Linked DNA regions of Rattus norvegicus: region 2 is linked to region 1. The links are chromatin contacts, called in public Hi-C maps. All regions are on one chromosome and are shown on one strand. Each heading gives the region's core, a stretch centred on a gene start, on an enhancer-like site or on the middle of the called end of the contact. The rest is flanking DNA. Distances are from core to core; before and after follow the strand shown.

Region 1 (6,749 bases), core at 606-3,105:
GCTTTCTGCAGGGATGAAGGACGGAGCCACCAGAACTATTTGGAGGCATTTTCAGGGCTCCAGGCCACTGGTGATACTGACTCAAATAAGCAGCCTCTTCAAGAGTAAGACATTGGGATGTTTAGACAGTGGATTTTGCAATGTTTCCCAATGAATTCTTCAAGTGTAAGAGACAAACAGGACTGACCTCAAGTTTTTGCTCCATAAAGCTGAGAGGAGAAAGATTGTGAATACAATAGGTTTGGCGACAGGGGGCCAAGGGGATGATAGGGCATTGAAACTCCTAAGTTTGAAATATCTATTGATACTGAGACATAAGATATTGAGTCAACCACCCTAAGACAACTTTCAGAGCTTCCGAGTGTATTCCTGTCTTATATGTTGGACCTGTTTGCTGGAAAGCCGGGCTGGCTACAGATAGAAGATGAAAAACGTTCACTCCTTCTACATCTAGCTACTTTCTGGTTTCATTCCCAGAAAAAGTCTCTGTAAAGACAAGGAGTAGGGGACTCGATATTTCTCCAAATACATAGCTAAGTAGCACTTATAATGATCTTAGAGATTTATATAGAATATCAAAAGGATCTAATTACAATAAGGGTGTGTCTTCCTCATGTTATGATTAAATTCACACATACATATTAACTGACCATCAGATTACTATACTTTATACTTCAATGACCTCAAATATACTTACATTTTATATTTTTCTCAACTAGTATGATATCACATTGAAAGAAGTGTATATAATACACAATCTTATCGCTCTATTAAAAGAAACATCCTGTTTCTCCTTATTCTTTTGAACTTTATATAAAGGCATTGGTTGGGATAGTTTACAATTGCATGGCTCTCAGCACTGGGAACCCGTAGAGAGGAAGTTTAGCAGGTTCTGGAGCACAGTGGTAGAACTGCATAGAGGATGGAGATCTAGAGGGCAGTGGTGGGAGCATGTAGGGGATGGAGCTCCAGAGGACATTGGTGGGACCACATAGAAGATGGAGAAGTGGATGGATAAGTTCCACTGAAATGAAACTTAAAAAAACCCAACAACAAGCAAATAAACAACAACAACAGATGCTGATCATCACTTTGGATACAATAGCACTTGATTCTAGCACATGATCAATAGTACAGGATCTTTGGGTATTTTTGTTTTTACTGTTAAGTAAAAACCTATAGACAACTGAATATTCTACTTACACTCACATACTCCCTTCTTATTTAAAAAAAAACTTATTGTTAAGTTTTAATTATATGTACATGCATGTCTATTTGTGGATGTGTGCGTTTGAGTACAGGTGCCTGTAGAGACTAGACAAAGGTACACCTTTCTCTGGCACTGGGTAACAGGTAGTTGTGACTCACTTGACATGAGTTCTTAGAACGGAAATTCGGCTCTCTGTAAGAGCAGCAACTTTTTTTTAAAAAAAAGATTTATTTAATTTGTTTATATAGGTACATTGTAGCTGTTTTTAGATGCAGCAGAAGAGGGCATCAGATCCCATTACAGATGGTTGTGAGCCACCATGTGGTTGCTGGGAATTGAACTCAGGACCTCTGGAAGAGCAGTCAGTGCTCTTAATCACTGCGCCATCTCTCCAGCCCATCAACTATTCTTAATCAGTGATCCATATCTCCACCACCACCCCCATCTCATCATTAATTGGATATTTCTAGTGATGAGAACAAGAGACTTAAACTGTTGAGTCAGTTTAAAGAGCAGGGACCCCGAGAATGAGCAGTTTAATAAATTCTTGTCCTTGGCCAACAACAGGAAGTGTTCTTGGTTTTGTACTGGCTAAAGGCTAGAGATGCCAGGTGGGATGCCTCTGGTTTCTTTCCTCTCTGATCCAAAATGATCACCTCTGCCTGGAATCTGTATATGAGGGTGTGACTAAAGCTCTAACCACAGACACTAATCCTTTCTGGTGGACATCTTAGAATTGGATCTCTAAAATTTCATGGTAAAACTAGGTTATTCCATGATTTTAGCCCATCTCCTAAATGATTTTAGTGTCTCAACTCTTGAAGGAGATATGTTAGATTGTGAGGCAGAGATTAATATCTCTGAGATCATGGGGGATGGACCTCATGTTTCTCATTATTTGGCTTTGGTCCCAGCTTCCCACTTTTTGGTAATAGTAGAAAGGTAAACATTAGCTTTGCCACTCCTTAGGCCTCTTGGTCAACAGAAAAAAAAATGCCTGTGTTCCTGGGTAGAAACATGATATTTTGATCTGCTCCAAAGATTAGAACATTATATATTATTATTCCTCCTTCAAGCGTTAATCCCTCTGGGCCTGTCAATCATTAGGGGCAAGAGATCGCCCCTCACGAAGACTGATATTCCCAAAGCTAAGAAGATGGGGGGAATGATGATTCCTTTAATGAGGTAATGTATTGCTCCTTTCCAGAATCCCCTGCTCTATGCTCTATTTATGGAGTCTCTTACCATGTGGTTTGCCCACCTTTTCTGAGTCCTAACTCAGAAAAGCACAACGTTTTCTGTTTCTTCTTTCTATTCCCTTTTTGTTTTGAATACTGGCCAAAAGCTTGAGCAGGCTTTCTCTGGCACTAGGGGCTTTGTTGCTCTTTCTCCATCGCCACTTTCCCTTCTGCCATGCAGCTGCTTGCCTGACTATGTCGCAAAGGCATGGGTTCTCCTCTTCTTCATAGCTGTCAAGACTTACCTCCTCCCATAGCTGTCAAGACTTATAGTTTGCCTCCCCTGTTGCTTTTCCTTCAAACTCTAATAAAATTTCTTTCAATCTTCCTTTAAAGTCTATTTAAAATTATTTTATTAAGGAGATTAAGGACCGCAGAGAAAGAACTCCAAGTTCTCTAATTTCTACAATTTCTTTAAGAGAAATGATAGTCCACATCACGTGACTTCAGTGTGGAAGAGGATCATTTATTGGCATAAGCAAGTCCCTGTGTTTTGATTGGGTTTCAGCAGAACACGGTGCATTCGACCTACCTCTAGGGCCTGCAACGCAATTTATAATAACATAACACCAGATAGATTGGAACACATTTTAGCAAATGACCACATACTTTCGACCCTAGTAGAATGTGTCTGCAAATGTTATTGACAGTGTAAATGTTAATTTTAGCTAGTTACTTTTCAAAATTGTTGTCTGGACAAAAGCTTTTATCCAGTTCTCATTTTCTTTAAAAATGCAGATTCAATCAGAACGATTCAAGAAAAAAAATAAAAGAGAAATTTAAACTTTCTTTTGAAGTTAAGAAGACTACACTTAACTCGCTACGTTGGCACTAAAGTTGTCTTCTGCTTAGTTTAGTGGTCTGGCATTTACCAAAATGCGCTGTGTACTATTTAGTATGAGGACCGTATGTGTGTTTAAATCTACAATGTTCATGTTGCAGATCTGTGGGGCTTAATTATCATACATATTCATGGTGCTTGACAATTCACAAACACTGAGAGAAGCTCTAGTATGATATGTCTGGATGTGTCTCCGGTTTCCTTTGAAGACTAAAAATAATGTTAACAAGAATAGAAGTTGCTTCATGGAACCTTCACAGTCAAACAAAACTCAAGTACCACCTACTAGAAACCATTTCGTTTATGGTTGAGGAAGTCAAAGTTTATCCAAGTGAGTCCCATCCAGTCAGTGGCCTGAACGAGGCTAGAAAGGGAGGCTAAGGTTTTCTTTCAATTCCCTTTACTTTCTAACAGGAGATAGCTCTAACCATAGTTCCCAAGGAAATAAGTGGAAAAGAGGAACATTTTAATGTTAAATGAAGGGGTTCCTCAATAGAGTGGACTCAGTACTTGGGACATTACAGAAGAGTCCTCTGTCATTCGTTGTACTTCCAAGGTGAACACACTGTGCTAAGGCTGTCAGTTCTAAAGATAGAAGTGTCTTAACTGCTTGTACGTTTCTTGCCATGCCCTACTTCCATTACTTCTAGAACATCTAAGCTAGACAAAATAAAGAATTATGAGCCAAATTTTCCCTTAGTTAAAATTCTTCAGTGTCTTTGCATTGTTTACCCAGGTCAAAGACTTCACTTCACCCTGACTACGTCTTCACCTCATCTCTTACATTGCCTCAACCTTTTACTTTCATTTGTGATGACTTCTATTCTGCATTTCAGTTTTGCTCTCCCTCGTACCAGAAGTGTCTTCAGGACGTGACAACCTCATTAGACTTTCCCGGCTCATTTTTCGAGGCTTCAGGTGACATTGTCAGTTGGCTCTCCTTGATATTGTCAGTGCTTCCTAACTTCCCAGATTTTATTCTTCTTCCCAGATTAGGTGTTTCCATTTGCATATGCAATCCCTGCATTTAAAACAGATAATGACAAAACACTTTGTTCGATGGGCACCTAATTTACTGTGGGTTCCTTGCAGGCTTAGTTTACAGCAAGCATAAGGTCTGACATCTTGTAAAAGCATGGTATGAATTCAGTGAATGTCACTGGTATAATTAAATGATGAATAATTAAATGAACTAATATATACAAAATGCATAGACTAGTAGTTGGCCCGCTGAACACAGAGCATGCCAAGGAATAAATGAATAAACTCAAAGATCTTTCCAACCATGTGTTCTTCTGTGTGGTGAACATTGTGCTTCAACAGCAGTCAGACAGCAAATGGATAGTCACTGGAATTTGTGGGGAGAACCGTGAAACATTCTAGTTTGGTTAACTCTAATGAAGAGTTTTAAGTGGGGATGTGTCTTATATAGGTTCTGTGAAGAGTTCTAAAAGTGAACTGTGTAAAACTCACACACCCAGTCCAGACAGTTTCATGGAAGCTCTCTTAGTGTACAAAGAATGTGGCCTGCTGTTGTCGTTCCAAGAGGGAGGGATGTTGTCCTTGCTCCTATTCAAGACCTTTGCTCTGAAACAGATCTATGCCTAATGCATCCACTAGGGGTCTAACTTTTGCAGTCTTGTAATCCTGGGGGAGCCAGTTCCACTTCCTTCTTGCCTGTAGTGACAGTTGTTATGGTCTGTGTACTGATTGCACAGTCAGCCAAACTCCCTCACGCTGAGCAGAAGAGGAATAAAATAAAATTCTTAAGGGTGGTGCTGTTCTCCTGGCCCAAGTCACTCTTCCGTTCTTACTAGAAATGGGTGACTAGAGCTCTGGCAATTCAAGCATCTTCCCCACTTGTAGAGTGGTTTATATAGGTCACCATCTGCATGCAGCAGCTGGACCCGGTCCTTTCTAGTACCGATGTAATTTTTTCACATTTTATTTTTACTATAGATCTGTTGCATGGTGTAAATTTGAACTTTTGAAATTCCTTCTCCTTTCCCCCTTCTTCCCACCAGCTGCCATTCTAAGAGTATCACAAACCCTGGAGTTCATCTCATTTCCACAGTACATTGTTGGTAACTTATTTCCCCTCGCAGCCATGCGTCTATTCATGAGCCTTCAGCTCCTCTGTAGGAGAAGTTGATTTACATAGGAAAACATGAAAGTTAATATTTTCATAGGCCTTTGCATTTGATAATATTTTCACAAACACTGTGGTGTCTGGTCTTTGCAATGCTCTGATTTATTGTGTAGGGATTAATTTATCACATTCGTTTTGTGGCTTCAGTGAGTCCTCAAGGTCACACAGAAAGAAAATATCAGGGAAAGAATGATAATCCTGGCTTGGGCTATAACACATGTGCTTTTGTTTGCTAGAAATTAACATACGATGTCAACCATTAAATCACCCTAAGAGGTACTTTCCCTGTGCATTTGTTTTCTTGGAGTGATACATTTTTAGAGAAGAGAATTCAAGGGATAAACTGAGGGTGAGCCCTGCTCTGTGGGTAAGTGAACGTTTACAGACCAACAGGACTGACTTATTTTCTTCTTGAAAGTTTTATGTATCACAATATTAATTAATGTATTGTCATTGTGCTGCCTGTTCTCTATGTAAAATGAAAATGATCCTTGTGTGCTCACCACTCTCATTCATGCTTCTAACATAACAGAAAATGGAAACGACATCTAGAAAGCCCTCTCCATTTTCCTCTCTCTGATTTTTTCCCTCTTTTTGGTTATTTTTTAATCTTTATTAACAACTTATTATGAGACAGTCATTTATACATTTCTGGGATGCAAACAAAAAGTTCCACTTCTGGGTATACATAAAGACGAATATTCCCACTCAGTTTATATATACACACTTATTTGTGTATGTATATGTATTTAAAATTTTTGTAAGAATAGCCATGAAAATTTAAGGGAAGAAATTTTTTTCTCAGTTTAGTATTAAAATATTCTGGCTCTCCTAGTGGCAGAAAGTAATGTGGTTACAGGAGCTTTGGACCAACAGAGAGGAAGTACTCACAACACCCAGAAGGGGACTGTGCAAAAGACAGTGTAACTGAAGGTCTAGAAAATGCTTCTTTCTTCTACTATTTAGATTTAATCGTTTTAGACATATACATCATGATGTAAATACCATTATAATTATCCTTCTTACTCCTCTGCCATCTCTTACCCCAAATAATCACAGACAGCAATGTGGTCCTCTCTGTGCCACATGTGAACTTCCTCATGAACAGTGTCTTACTAGTTCTTCCTGACAGTAGGCTTCCCTTCTATGGGTCCCATCAAGCATCTTCAAGCCAGAGATGCAGAGGAGAATGTGAACTAGCCACGGAGGGAAAGAACATAAGATAGCGGTCTTTCCTTTGGAAATAGTATGTGATGGGTGAGTAAAACCAATCTTTCTGAGAACTTCGGAACAACACAAAGACCACAGAGG
Region 2 (6,811 bases), core at 1,242-3,741, 150 kb after region 1:
ATACATCTCCTCCTTTGTAGAAACCCTGGGGAACACAACTTCTACTTCCCTTAAGTTTTTAAAAATTCTGAATGAGGTAGTGTTCATTTAGATGCTATCCTGACTTTTTTTTTGCTATCAGGAATTACTGTTGGGGGTACAAACATATGTAAGACACATAAGCATACTCGTGCATGCAGACATGCACACATGCTTAGTGTGGTGGTGCATGCTTTTAATCCCAGCACTTGGGAATTCAAGGCCAGTCTCTGGTCTACATAGTGAGCCATCCAGAGTACACAGTGAAATGCTGCCTCAAAACAAACACTCCCTGAAATCCTTCACACATACAACATACACATGCATATACACAATACATTCATTCATATACACACACATACAAACACATGCATGCACACACAAACATACACACATAACCATACACAAAGGCACACACATGCATACACACAGAAATGCATGAACATATACAAACACGCATGTATGCACACAAACACCCACAAATACACACATGTGCCTACAAACAAAAGCATAATCAATAAATTCCCACACACACAGACATAAGCACAAATACAGACACACACACAAACATACATGAAGACCACTGAAAAAGGACACACTAGCACACAAACACAAATGCATGCACATAATAAACACACACATAAACACAAGTACAAACATTTGCGCACACAAAAACACATGCACACACAAACATGCATGCAAACACACACACACACCAACACACATAGCTAAACATGGGAATTCCCATACAATTATACAAACATATGTGCATATACCTAGGCAGAGGGACATAAGCACGAATGCACACCAAAGAAAAATGCACACACACACACATATACAAATGCATATGTAAATACCCTCCCCTCATTCAAATACATATACAGAGAAATGCAAAGGCAAACAGGAACATGCAAATGCATATATACATGACATACTCAAAGACATACATAAATGCATAAATATGCAATACAAATACACACCTGTATCTATACAGACAACAGACATATGCACAGTCACACACATAGACAAGTATAGACAAGCATATTCATACATATGCACAAACACATACAGAATCATACATAGAGGCATGCAATCACACAAACATGCATAGACACACGCTGACCTAGGCACATACACATTCACTGACCCTTGTACACAAATACATGTACACACCAAATATACACATAATCACATATGCAAACACATGTGTAAACATACAGAAGCAGACACATATGCAAACGTTTAAAAAGTGACATCCATGTAACAGAGAAGATCTGAAGACTAGATTCTTTGATCTCAAACCCACCAGGATAGCTACCATAATCTACTCATCCCTCTCTCACATGAATTCCCATGCCTACATAAAGCAAGGTCTCCTAAGACAGATCGGCTTTAGGTTCCTATACAGAACAGTTGGAATTTAAACTTATCCTTTCTTTTTTACCATGGATTTCACCAGATTCACAAAACCTCTCATCCCTGAATCAGATATTCCTAAACATCTTCCTTCTGAGACCGAACTGATCTGAAGATATACTGAGAAATTCTAACTTTCTTTAATTGATCATTCCAGCAACTCAGGTTTTGATCATATAATGACACTTGATGACATATAACGGCATGCAATGACATGTAACGGTACTTCTTTCCACTTTCCCCCGGCCATGTTTTCTTTTCTCGTTTAATGTCCACACCACCACCCCCTTCTGAATAGATCTCTTTACTTTCCCTTGCTCTTGTCTAGCTCTCAGTCAGTCCCTCTCTCCCCTACCTTCAGCATAGCTGACCTCTGTTTCTCTCTCCAAGCCACTGCCCCATTTAAAATGCTTTCCGTCTCCGTCTCCGTATATTCTTGTTCATCTGATCCTATACTTATCCTCTAGCAAATGCCTGGAGAGTCATACAGTGTGAGTCACTGAGACATTAATAAGTTACTCTTGGGGCTGGGGATTTAGCTCAGTGGTAGAGCGCTTACCTAGGAAGCGCAAGGCCCTGGGTTCGGTCCCCAGCTCCGAAAAAAAGAACCAAAAAAAAAAAAAAATAAGTTACTCTTTGTGAAGGCAGATGACATCACTAACCCACTGTCTGGGACATATGCCCTTGATTAATTTGCTCCACAGTAGACATGAGTGGGTAATAGTCTTCCCAGGTCCCAGCTCTTCCCCTAAGGATGGGTTCTAGAACCTTCTAAACTGAGGATTGAGATATAGGAAGCAGACTTAGAACCAAAGGAAGGCAAAGTTAACAATTCATAAGATGTGGTCTGGGCCAAGAATCGTTCTGTGAGGCCAATGCTCAGAACTACATATGATTGGAACATTTTAACAGAAAGTGTCCTGGTTAAGGTTTGGTTGTTTTTTTGGTTTTTGGGTTTTTTTAATTGTGGTCTGAAAGAATGAGTTTGTATGGCCACACAGTGCTTCATGGTGTTGTGAGTCAGTGAATAGGTAGTCAGTATGTTACGTCATCTCCAGTCCTACCAACTGTCGTTAAGAGACAGTCACAGAGATAAACTGGGAAAGGCCACAGAGCTGTGTGTGTGAAAGCCTGGACTTGAAGACTTTTCCTTTCATTACAGCATGATGCCGCGTGTAATCCCAGCTTCCATTTCTCTCTTCTTGGATGTGGATAACAAGAGCCTCAGCTGGTAACAAAGAAAAACCCAGGAACAGCTGAACTGCCAGAGGCTGACCCCACCAACCCCCACCACGGTCATTCCCTGAACCAAGTCTGAGATGCTGGCGACCCAGTGGCTGACACTTGTCCTCGGGGTTTCAGAAACAGTTTCACAACATGCTACCTTACCCTAGGAAGGAAGCAGCATTCATTGCTTTCATTCCTTCGTGGGGCTCTTAGCTGCTCTTTTCTTTGATCAGCTGGTACAGGAAATAGTGTACGGTTTCTTAGGCACAGCCAACTCTCTCTCGCCACACCCAGACAATGTTCTAAAGTTTTTATTGGATCTGAGTGTGCCAACCTTGTGCTGTGGAATTAAGCGAGGGTTGCTAAATATCATTCATCTTGCAACATCAGATGTCATTCTCTGTGTATGTGTCCTGTCTCCCTAGACTATGAGCAGGGGAGACAGGGTCTCTGTGTTAATGACGACAGTGACATCTTCAGAAATAATAATGGATAAGTTAATCTTAGCTGCTCCTAACATATGCTATGCCACTTGCAGAAACAGTAATCTAGCAGAGTTCTACCCACATCGGAGTCTCTTCTGTATATTACCCCCAGCATCCTAATAGATAAAATTGAGGGGACAAGATAAGTGAGAGCCTTCCAAATGGTGGCAGCTTTCTCTGCTGTGAAAATTGGAAAGAATTCTCAATCCTAAAAATATTTAGTGGGGTGCTCACTATGTCTGTTTTGTTCTACAAGAATCATAGATGTATTAAAACCTCAAATCTGGAATGGAGGCCTGCAGAGGCCATGGGCAAACTGGTCCTACCTAGATAAAGAGGACTTCAAAACATGAAGAACAGTGAAGATTTCTCCACGTTCAGAATCAAAAGTACCTATCACAGCCTTCCTGTAAGCATACTACATACTAAACACCATTCAGGTGCACAATCTACATTGCTCCATTTAGCCTCAGCTACGGTGTCAAGGATAAGATACTATTTCATCTGTTTCCTACATCAACAAGCAAGGTTCTAGCTAAGCATGGTGGCACATGGCCTGTAATTTCCGCTCCCGGGAGCCTAAGATAAGGGGATCCAGTGTTCAAAGCCAACTTGGGCTACATAGCAAGACCCTGTCTTGCATATCTTTAAAATAAACAAACAAACAAATAAACAAATAAATAAGGTTCTTTGAAGGAAAGTGGCTTGGCTAGGTGCTGGGTTGGCTGAGGGATCTCATGGGACATCTCATGTGACATCACATGTCCTCCTGTCACCTGCTATCCACACATCACTTCTGTGATATGCTCATGAGCCCAGATGCCACCTCTACAAAAGAACCTCATTAATTACTCCATTAAATTTTGTTCTTTACTCATAAATATTTTCTTTACATTCTGACAAAGGAACAATAATTAGTTCTGCTCTAGTCACAGAACAAAAGGAAGTCATCAGTGTCTCATTTTCTAGTGTGTACAAAGCTTTGCTATATGACATGCTATCTCATACATGTCCAGGTATTAATGCCACACTGAAAAACCATTAATATTGCTATTCCTGCTTAGAGAGATGAAGACATTAACACATCCAGATCATTAGCTGTTCGGTCTTAGGTACTCTATGAGATTGGAGGGGAGAGAGAACAATTGTTATCTTAAGCCTATTTTAAATGGTAAATGTAAACTTTGCTTTTTCTCCAGATGCTTCCTTGCATCTATTTTTTTTTTAATTTGAAAAAACCCCAGATCTATCTCTTTCTCTGGCAAACAGAACTAGTGCTACTCACACTAGGTTCTGCTGGACTGAGGACCCCCAAGGGTTCCCAAAGTCCTCTATGGTATAACCGCAGCTGGTCATCTTGCACCGAGTAGCTGCTGAACTGACTTGGGACACATTTCAGTGCTTACGCTGCCATTATGGTCAAAGGTCAGCCTTCCAAATGAGTGCTGACTGGCAGGAAGAGCAGAAGTTCTGAAGAAAATGCTGTGTGCCTTTGAACCTCAGATCTCATCCAGGATTGAGTCACAGTGAACAGTGGAGAGTCTCAAGAGTTTTGTTTGCTACAAAAACAAATAGGAAAGGGAAGAGAACAAAGGAACCAGTCTCCCTGGCCCCCTCCCTCCCCCATCCCTCCCACCTCCCTTACCTCAGCCCTCACCTCTAGTTCTGCAGAGAAAGCACAGCAGGCTAACTGAAGTCACTGTCCTGAAGCGGGGCCTTCCATCATATTTCAGATCACTCTCTCTCCCTTTCCTGACAGCACCTTCTGCTTCAAGCCCTCTACCAGGCTTAGCTCATATTCAACTGCTGACCCTGGTTCTGGTTCCCTGTAGAAATTAGAAGCCACCAGGAAAATAGCTTTCCTGAACTCCCACTTACCAGTCTGCCCACAGCTCCATCTACATGAGCAGGCTGCTCTTCCCGCTACAGTGTATGAACCTCTATACTTCTAGCTAAAGACGACCTATATCTGCATCGAAGCATCCGTCTGCTGGTGCCCCCTCAGAGACTTTGTTCCATCCAATGGTGCATCTCTCTCCTATGAGCCAACAAGCAAACTGTTTATCAATGTTCAAAACCCGTGCCTTAACTGCACTGCCACCTCTGGCTCCTCTCCCATTTCTTCGCTCCCCCAATAATAACGACTATCAGGACTTGCCTCTCTTCCGTGTCTTCTGCTCTTTTTCTTTCCCTCCACCTCCACATGTTCCCATTACAAACTAATTCTCATACTTTATCTTACTTGCTCTAGAAGTGTCACAACCGTGGGGGTCATGGTTTTATTCCTAAAGTTGCTGGGTTTGTTTTCTGAACCATTGTTCTTGCTTGGTCCTCTACCTACTCCATTAGCTGCTCTTTCCCTGTCTTGATTAGTTCCTTTATTGGTTCCGATCATATATGATCTTCCTCTAAATGTACATGAAGCCAGGACTTGTTCTCTGGGTCTTCAGCATGTGAGATTTCTCCACTCATGATCTTCTTTCCTCGTGGATTTAAACACTACATTTGTTCCAATAGTTTTCTGACTTGTAACTTAATTCTAATAATTCATCTAGCCACATCTTGGTAAGTGTAACTGTCAGTGACTATCTTCACCTGGGCTTGTAAAGGCATTTCTGATTTACCACACCAAAAATAATGACTTCTTAATTCGTGGTCTTCAAACCTGCTCATCTTACAAGCGCTTCGATCTCATTAAGCTGTAGCTTCATTCTTCCTGCTGCTGAGGTCAAAACCTTGGACTAATTCCTGGCTTCTCATGTCCCCCTGCTCTCCATAGCAGCAGGGATTCTCTCTCCAGAATTCAGAACATGACCACATCTTGCTATTTTCACTCCTGCCACCTTAGTTCCACCCTCCACTATCTCTTTCCTATGTTACTTTAAGGCTATCTAGCTCACCTCTTTCCTTCTAATCATGTTCACATCATACTGGACAGCAGTCAGAATGATCTTCTAAAATGTAAGATGGGCCATGTTATTCCTCTGCTCAAAAACCCTCGTTCATCACGTGTGGCACAGAGTAAAATCCAATGTTCTTATTATTTGTGCTAGATCAGCAGCACAACCTTAGGATTTGGGGGGCTTCAGTTTTGGGTTTGATTTCTATGTGATGGACTGGCAGGCATGTATGGCTTTTCTCCCTTTATTCAGATTTAGCCATCACCTTGTCTCCTCTTTCACACTCAGTCTCTACTTGCAAATGCCATCAACTGTATCTTCAAATCATCCCACAAACCTAATCTCTTCTCATCACCTTCACAGCCTCAGCCTGAGCTGCCTTGATCCTGACAACACTATTTTAGAGCATCCTCGCTGGCCTCTGGCTTGTTCTCACTTGTAGCTTTCAGAGTAACCTTAATGAAATGTAATTGACATCACAGCATTCTTGTTTTTAAACCCTCAATAGTTTCCCACCTCAGAGAAAATCCCAAGTTCTTCACTACATATGAACAGGCAATGGTGGATATACTCATAATAAGTATAAATTTGGAGAGGTGGTAGGACCAGAAATCTTAAGTATTGAAGAATTAATCTTAGGGCATCAAAGGGAGGGAGGCATTTTATCATCTCAAAAAAATGTAGCCATGAGCAGAAATTTAGGAACAGAGTAGTTGTGACAGTGGCTTAGGGCTGACAGGGGATGCATTCACAAGATACAAAGCA

Evidence for each region. A called contact is a pair of places that touch in the nucleus more often than the background predicts.
Region 2: a contact with region 1 is called in a Hi-C map of the A7r5 cell line, with 2.6 times the contacts expected there. The contact joins two enhancer-like sites. A contact is called at or near these places in 2 of 12 Hi-C or Micro-C datasets (the A7r5 cell line and hepatocytes).

What each region holds. Positions count from the first base shown.
Region 1 is chr13:79,595,281-79,602,029 of GRCr8, forward strand. No RefSeq gene overlaps it. Among named protein-coding and RNA genes, the nearest start is that of Dpt, 58 kb to the right of the region's middle. Within about 2 kb of position 1,856, at least 1 of the 93 cell types and tissues checked has an H3K27ac peak or open chromatin away from gene starts, as enhancers often do. A contact at or near this core is called in the A7r5 cell line, where this site is marked.
Region 2 is chr13:79,744,215-79,751,025 of GRCr8, forward strand. All of the region lies in intron 1 of LOC102546371 (a long non-coding RNA gene), which reads right to left. It overlaps LOC108352565 (a long non-coding RNA gene), which reads left to right. Exons shown (of 3, transcript XR_001840891.3): 3 at 2,597-6,811. Among named protein-coding and RNA genes, the nearest start is that of Xcl1, 38 kb to the right of the region's middle. Within about 2 kb of position 2,492, at least 10 of the 93 cell types and tissues checked have an H3K27ac peak or open chromatin away from gene starts, as enhancers often do. A contact at or near this core is called in the A7r5 cell line, where this site is marked.